Linked DNA regions of Anser cygnoides: regions 2 and 3 are each linked to region 1. Evidence: chromatin contacts called from public Hi-C data. All regions are on one chromosome and are shown on one strand. The core of a region is the stretch at or near the end of the contact, and the rest is flanking DNA. Distances in the headings are between cores, read along the strand shown. Region 1 overlaps LOC106036254 (a long non-coding RNA gene). Region 2 holds the start of IRS1 (insulin receptor substrate 1). Region 3 overlaps IRS1 (insulin receptor substrate 1).

Region 1 (2,528 bases), core at 18-2,517:
AATTACTTGGAAGTTATTAACACTTGTAAAATGGTGATTCTCAAATTTGCCTGGGGAGCTTGGAAGATGATGGTGGGAGGAACTGACCTCCTGGCACCATGTCAGCTGTGGTCCTTTGTGCCACTCCAGTCCCACCGCTGGCTGGTTTGGAGAGTAAAGCATGGCTGGTCCTGCCTCAGCCCTGTGCCAGGTTTCACCCTGGTGCCCTTGCTCTGAAGTTAATGGGTTTAGTGATACGGACTTGCTGCATGTTTTTTGCTCTACAGCTACACAGATTGCTGCACATAAAAGCCCCACCACCCATTGCTACAAATCTATTAAACATCTCCAGTTAAGCATACAGCCTCCTGCTACATTCAGCAGCTGAGCATGTAAATTCCTGTGACCAAATAGCTGTACAGTTAACTGCTTTCACATGTGCTCCCACCATGGCCATCTTGAAAGGCAAAATCTCGGTCCAGCTTTGCCCTACGGGCAGCCAGCCAGTGACCGGGGCACGACTGTGCTGCGGGCCAGAAGGAGCACCCTGGGTCTTGCTCTTCACAGGGCAGGTCCCCGGGAGCTGGGCTGAGGGCAGTGCAGGCGATGGTGTGACTTCTGGCTCGCCCTCGCCCTCCTCTCCCCCTGGCACTAGGAGCCTGTGGGTGCTGTGGGGGGCCAGGCTGGCTGCCAGGCTTTGCTTTGACCTGACCCTCCCTGTTAAGGGGTTCATGGTGGCTCCCTAGGCCTTGGCCTGGACACAGCTCAATGTGCCTGGGTGTGCTCCCTCCTGCCCCACTCTCAGCCCCACTGCACTTTGTGGAAGGGGAAACCACTTTCATTTTTCTGCCTCCCAGGCTGCGGAGAGGCTTTTGCTCCGAATGAACCAATACACATCCCAGCACAAAGCACTGCCGCAGCTCTGAGGGCCTCAGGGCTTTCCTGGCTGCCCCTGCCCTGGCTGGTTACCACAGCCCTGCTGCCACAGGGCTCACTGCGTGGGGCTGGACCCCGCGTGCCCACTGCCACAGCCCTCGCTGCTGGGCCCCGCAATGTGGAGGAGCAGTAGGGCCCAGCGGTGGGGTGGTGGGTGCCCGGGCAGCCCAGGAGCACCGGTAGCAGTGCTGGAGGTAGCCAGCCACGTTAGAAACAAAAGGGCTGTGTCCCCCTAGTCTGGAAGCAGGGGCCAGAGAGCCCTCTGAAAGGCAGCGGTTAATTTGAAACACAGGCGAAAATAGCGGCAGCGCTGGGAGTGTGTTTGCCTTGGCTGCTCCGAGCCCCGCGCCGTGGCACTGAGCAGGCCCCTGGCTGCCGGCCAGGCTGTAATATTTCCTTTTGCTGTTGTTCATAAAGGCATTCAGGAAAACAATTAAATGCAACGAGGGCTTCCCGTTCCGGCGGCGTGCGAGCCTCCAGCGAGTGCACACCCAGGCTGTGGAGAGCCTGCCTGGCCCAGGTGGCCGTGGGGCCCGGGGCCACGCTTGGCCCCATGGCGGGCTGGCTGCCCCTGGGGGAGCTGCCTTTTGAAAGTTGTTTCTCCCACCCCTCAAGGCACAACGGGATTTCTCCCGGCAAACAAAAGGAAATGTCACAGCCATATTTTGGTCAGGGGGTTATGGGTATGCAATTTAAGAGGATTTATTGCTGCTTGAGCTGTGGCTTTTTAAAGGCCCCGATAGCCTGGGCCTCGGCTGCAGCACTGTGAAGATGACAGGAGGAATACATTGTACCACTACAGGGCGCCTTCATAGCTGGCTTTATCTGAGAGGCAGAGCTGAGTGGGTTGGTTTAAAATAAAAAAGACGCTCACCTCACACTATTAGTTATATGGCTATAAAGTCTGCAAAAAGCAGATCTTGGGCTACCCAAGATGTCAGCTATGCAAAGGAAATCACATGGAACATAAATAAGGACAGAAATGTTCAAATTACATTACCTGGGGCACGGCAGCAATAAATGTGCATGCAAGGGAAGTTTGGCAAGCCTCTCCTTCTTTGTACATGTGCAACTGCACCAATTTTAACAGAGCCAGCCAGGTGTTGGGAATGCCCCTTCATAGCTATGGGAAACTCTGAGGCTGCCTGAGACCTTGTAGAATCCTGGCTCCTAGTATTCAGCATTTTTGAAGTGCTAAAACACCACTACTTAAGGACAGCAGCTTGATGTCCTTACATGAATTGGGACAACTCTATGAAGGCCATGTTTATGCTCATTAATAGCCCTGATTCACTGCTGGAGGGTAGTCCTTGTTGTAGCTGTGACAGGACAAATCTCAGTGTACAGAAAGCACCTGGCTGGCCTTGTGCTGACTGAGTTAATGGAAAGTGAGGTCAGCAAATCCTGGACTGATGACAGGATCTAAGAGTCTGATGTTTCACATCTGGGATGGCCAACTGGTGGTCCAGGAATTGAACCAGGCCGCAGGGTGTTTTTGTTTCTGTCTTTTGGGAACACTGGCCAGTTCACATGAATGCTTCTGGGGGTACAGGAGGGAATGTGTCATTTTCTATCTCTTCTTAAAGACGGGCAGGCTGGGAGCATTGTATTTT
Region 2 (2,528 bases), core at 16-2,515, 110 kb before region 1:
TGCAGCTCAACGCGTGTATGGTGGTGGTGCCCTCTGCCAACAAAACATACCTGGTGTTAGTGACAGCCGCGATAGCTGATCGCAATTCTGTCCCACAGCTCCATGACATGGGCTGGGGAAGCAATTTGCTGACATCCTATTTCAAGATGTAGCAAGCTTCATCTCAAGGTACATACAATGGATTTATTTTCAATACAAACATACGCTTCTGTCATGGCGAACTGCAGCATGAAGGGGAGGAAAGAACGAGATGATAGTACAGGTTGTTATGGTATAGGCTATTCTCTGCTCAGTCCTTATGTCTTACCAAGTAGATTCTGCTCTTACATTGCAAGTTGTTACCGTGTGTTCGGTAAATGCCGTTAAACAGAGCTATGGTTTGTGTTATCTGTAAGAGATCAAGAGACAGGGGTCCGCAGTGCTGCCTGTTGTCCTCTCTGAGTTTTCCACGTGTCTGCAAATATTTCAGGGGAATTTTTCCCATTTTGAGCAGCAAAGCTGTGGCCTCAAATAGTTGCAAAGCCACAATCTCCAGACAACAGTTTGTAATGCACTGGAAAAGCCTTTAGCTTATTCGTTCCGTGTTTGGGCCTACGTGACTCCCCAGAAGGGGAAGGTTTCAACCTGACGGGCGGGCACGAGCCTTGTTGGGGCGCTGAGGAGCAGCAGGGCCCGGGCGCGCGGGGAAATGGCGGCGGGGCACGGGAACCGGGCTGGGCGCAGGGCCCCTGCCTCTCTCCAGGGACGGAGCTGAGCCAGGAGCGCCCCGAGCCGCCCTGGAGATGGCAGCATTGAGCAATTTATTTTCCGGAGTAGGCTTGCAGCACTTGTTTCCTCCTCGGAGGTGGAAGTTGTGCATGCAGCACGTTTCGGCCCTGCTAACTGCAGAGCGCGTTGAATATTCAGTTTAACTCAGCCCACAACGATGCGGGAAAACACACTCGGCTACTTGACGCTACGCAGAGTCAAATAATTTTATTCGGGGAACCTTCCCCCGGCATTTCTGCCGAGCGGGACTCGCTTGGCGGGCGGGGGCACACTTCACCGGGGGGCTCGGGGGCTGCCCCGCCAGCGGCTTCCACAACCACCACGCCGCCAAATGGCGTCACCGCCTCCTCCTCGCTCCCCGCCTCGCCTCAGCGCGGCCCGGGCGCCGCCTCCCTGACTGACGGGCGGCGGCACCAATGCGGGCCGCGGCCCCCGGCGGGCGGAGCTGGGGCTGGAGCCGGGGCCGGGCCCGGCGGTGGCGGCGGCGGCGGCCCCCGCGGCCGCGCTGAATGAGGGCAGGGAGGGAGGGAGCGGAGGGCTGGCCGGGAGCCTGGCGGCGGCAGCGGCGGCGGCTCCGGGGATGGTCCACGCAGCGGCGCCGTCCCGCGTCGTTCTCCTCGGAGCGAGCCTGAGCTGCGGCGGCGGGCGGAGGGGGTCCCCGCCACCGGTCTGGGTGCGGGGCGCCGGGAAAGTCCGCGGAGAAGCCGGCCCGCAGGGAGCCGCCGCCGGCCTGGGGCGCGGGAGGGGGCTGCGCCGCCGGGCGCCGAGGCGCTGCCGCCTGGAATGAGGAGGAGGAGGAAGAGGGGATGTGCCTGCCTGCCTGCCTGCCTACCGCCGCCGCGCCTGGAGATGGCACTTTGTGCGCCTAACGAGATGGGACTGAATGGGGTCGCCAGCCTCCTCCGCACGGCCGAGCGGGAGAAGCAGCAGCAGCAGCAACCTCAGCGCTGATACTTGGAGGGCGGCTGCCTTGTGGTTGTTTGTTATTTTTGTTTTTTTTTTTTTATTTTTTGGGGGGACGAAGAGTGCTTTTTTTTTTTTTTTTTCGGGTGCAAAGCCCGGACTTTGCAAAACAATCTCCGCCCCCAAGAGGATATTTAATCTGCAGCAGAAATCGCTACTCGCGGAGGCAAACTTGCGAAGGGAAGCGGGGTGCTGGGCCAGGCGGGCACCCCAGGCCCGCAGGATGCGTGTCCCCACCCCGGCCGCTGCTCCTGGGACGAGGCTTTCGGCTGCACCGAGCGGGACTGGACTTTTTATGGACACGCTCACCCATCTGAGGGCGATTCGGGCATAAACAGCGACACAAACTCTGATTTGGTGCTGGAAGCTGCCTCTGCCGCTGAACAGCTGCTCGCCCCCTGCTTCTGCCCTGTTTTCAAAAGGGGATCCTGAGCTCTTTTGCCTTTTTTTTATTATTATTAATTGTTGTTGCATGAATTTTGTTTTAGGTGGTTGTCTTTTCCGGCTGGCTTGGCTGTTTTGGGGTCTTGTGTACTACTGACTGCTGTAACAGCACCGCCACCTCTCGCCATGGCCAGCCCCACAGATAATAACGAGGGCTTCTTCTCAGATGTCAGAAAGGTGGGTTACTTGCGCAAACCCAAGAGCATGCATAAACGCTTTTTCGTGCTGAGGGCAGCCAGCGAGTCTGGACCCGCCCGGCTGGAGTATTACGAGAATGAGAAGAAATGGAGACACAAGTCAGGGGCCCCCAAGCGCTCCATCCCACTGGAAAGCTGCTTCAACATCAACAAACG
Region 3 (2,528 bases), core at 12-2,511, 88 kb before region 1:
AGGTCTGAATGAAGTTACTTACACTGATTTCATTGTGTGCTTGCAGTAGTAGGAAGCGTTGACGTGCCAAGGATTGTTAGAGGGAAAAAAATGGTGTAAGATATTGGTAACATTTGTGTAAACATATTTTGGAGGAATGTTTGCATGATGATCCTTTTGCATGAGTGCTATGAAATATTTCTCATCTTGGTGGGAAAGGGGAGGAATCTGCAGCTGATGTAAATTGCTGTAGCCTGCTTGAAGCTGAGGGGGCTGAGGCATCATATACCTCCTTTTAGGATGTGTCCCTTTAAACTTTTTTTCTTCTGTAAGCTGTTACTACACTGTTCTTGTTTGAATTTATAGCAAGTCTCCATTAATTTTAATTAGCTCTACTAATGAGTTAGTTCTAAAGTGCTACAAAATGATCTGTAATTCACTGTCTAATTTATCTCCTACCTTGGGTATTTCATCTTTTCCAAAAATTCTTCTGCAGATTGGTGAAGACATTTGATCTGTCTCGATTCAAGCTTGTTTACTTCTATGTTTGTTAGAGTAGCTCATCAGTTTTTATTCCTTTAGCAAATGTCTCTTGTGATGTCTTGTGCCGCATGGATCTGGGCCACATTTTAGTATTTGCATGTAGGCTGAGGAAACAGGTAAAGGCGAAAGACTTGTACAAAATACAGGAGTGCTGTATGGTGAGTGTTCAGAATAAACGAGACTGCAGAACACTTAATTGTAGCCTTTGATTTACAGGACTTGAACGTGGTATATCTGTATTTATGCTATGGAGAAAACCCTTTTCCATTACGGCCTGTTTTGGTCCAGGTAAAAAGATAGTAAGCTGTATATAAGAAAAGGCATCTTTCACCAGCAGAACTGCTGCTTTTAGCATCCATACTGGTAGAGCTGTCTGTGCTTGTCATCAGTTCAAACAAACCTTTCCTCCAAAACCAAAAGCCTCGCTGACAAATCAGGTTTTCTAGTTTAGATAAGGCCATGTGTACATGGAAATCATTTTCAGGTGAAAGTGCTAAGTACGTGTAATGGCTTTAGGCAGCAGTCGTTCAGACCTGCTGGGTTACTCCAGATGACGCATGAGAAACAGGCAGGGACCCTCTTCTGCCCCCAGACCCCAGTTCATTGTAGGAGGTTTGGTAAGTCACTGACAGACACGAGGAAGCGTCAGTCTCCCTGAAACATTCCCTGCTGATCTAGTGGCAGCTCAGATGAGCCTGGGGAAGAAAATTGTTGTTCATTCATTAAAAGTCTTTTGCGTGTTGTCCCCTGTGGTGTGATATAAAAGCTGAATGCATGTTGTCCAGCAGATATATGATTGCAAGAACAAAACTGGCTTTTAACTATGTGATGAGCTTCCAGCGCTACGATCCGTGTTAGGAAGTAAGCTCTGAAAGATAGCTCTGCCTTCCTGCCGCTCCACGGAGCGGTTCCAGATGTAGTTTGAGTACAGCTGGAGGATTAACATGCTTCAAGAACTACCAGAATCGTCTCTAGCGTGACTTTTTTTTTTCATTCACCTCCGTTCTATGTAGCTTTCTGTTTTAAGCCTTATTTATTAAGAAGTGTTATTGCATTCTGTTTGTTTTTTCAAACTACTGTGTCATTTATTTGGCAGGAGAGGGGGAAGGTTAAAGTTCCTCCTTACCTCCTCCCCCCCTCTCCAGTGAAATTTTTGATTGTTCTCTTTAATGAGTCATTTTCTCTACAGCTGAAGTTAATTTAGTGGCTTATCCAAACAATGAATGTTTTCTGAGCAAGGAAGTGAGGGAACTTTAGTTCTTTCCCCTTTTCTTTATATAAAGGTGTGTCTTGGGTGTTTCCAAAACACACGCAAAGGCACACAGGCACAGGTTTCCTACAACTTTGCAAATAGAAATTCTAATTTTGCTTTCATGATCTTGCCTAATTGTGTTTAAGTTATGTTCCTCCTCTTCACAGCCTCACAGAAATCCAGCAGTCCAGATAGATGAGTAGTTTTCCTCCACCTTAAGAGGCTCTGGCAGTGCAAGTATTTTGGCACCTCCTAGGCGATGTGCTTGCCTGTCAGTGACAGGATTCCCCCAAGTTCATTCTGCTTCAGCAACTGAAGGTCACACAGCACACTCTTTTCATTTGCCATCTGGCAGCTCATTATTAGCAATGGTATGGAAACCAGAAATAAGAAAAGCTGAACCAAAATGCTGAGCGTATTGTTTCAGAGATGCAGTGCAAGCTGGGTTCGCGTGTGCTGTGCAGTGGCATCTCCCTTCAGAGGGGCATCCCGCCCCGCTGGCTGGAGGGGAGGCACTTTGCTCTCTGCTGGAGAGGCTGATCTCCATGGGGCTTCTTCCTCACCTCCACAGCTGCCTTCTGGATCCTTTTGCTGTTGGAATTGCACTGCCTTAGAAAAATAGGGCTCGTTTTGGTTTCTCTGTACCACTAGCATGTTTTAATGTCAGGTTGTGCTTTGTACCGTTACACCGAGGGTTGCAGGAGGAGATGGCTTTGCTCATGTGTGTGCACACTATGAAGGAATTTTGTCCTTC

Evidence for each region. Hi-C and Micro-C count contacts between places; a contact is called where the count stands out from the background.
Region 2: a Hi-C map of liver shows a contact between it and region 1, with 2.6 times the contacts expected there. The contact joins the promoter of IRS1 here to the enhancer-like site in region 1. A contact is called at or near these places in 3 of 7 Hi-C or Micro-C datasets (all in liver).
Region 3: a Hi-C map of liver shows a contact between it and region 1, with 2.0 times the contacts expected there. The contact joins two enhancer-like sites. A contact is called at or near these places in 3 of 7 Hi-C or Micro-C datasets (all in liver).

What each region holds. Positions count from the first base shown.
Region 1 is chr9:4,084,179-4,086,706 of Taihu_goose_T2T_genome, forward strand. The region is part of intron 4 of LOC106036254 (a long non-coding RNA gene); the gene reads left to right. Among named protein-coding and RNA genes, the nearest start is that of IRS1, 110 kb to the left of the region's middle. Within about 2 kb of position 1,268, at least 2 of the 3 cell types and tissues checked have open chromatin away from gene starts, as enhancers often do. A contact at or near this core is called in liver, where this site is marked.
Region 2 is chr9:3,978,046-3,980,573 of Taihu_goose_T2T_genome, forward strand. IRS1 (insulin receptor substrate 1) reads left to right here and starts at 1,266. Exons shown (of 2, transcript XR_010833502.1): 1 at 1,266-2,528.
Region 3 is chr9:3,995,815-3,998,342 of Taihu_goose_T2T_genome, forward strand. All of the region lies in intron 1 of IRS1 (insulin receptor substrate 1), which reads left to right. Among named protein-coding and RNA genes, the nearest start is that of IRS1, 18 kb to the left of the region's middle. Within about 2 kb of position 1,262, at least 1 of the 3 cell types and tissues checked has open chromatin away from gene starts, as enhancers often do. A contact at or near this core is called in liver, where this site is marked.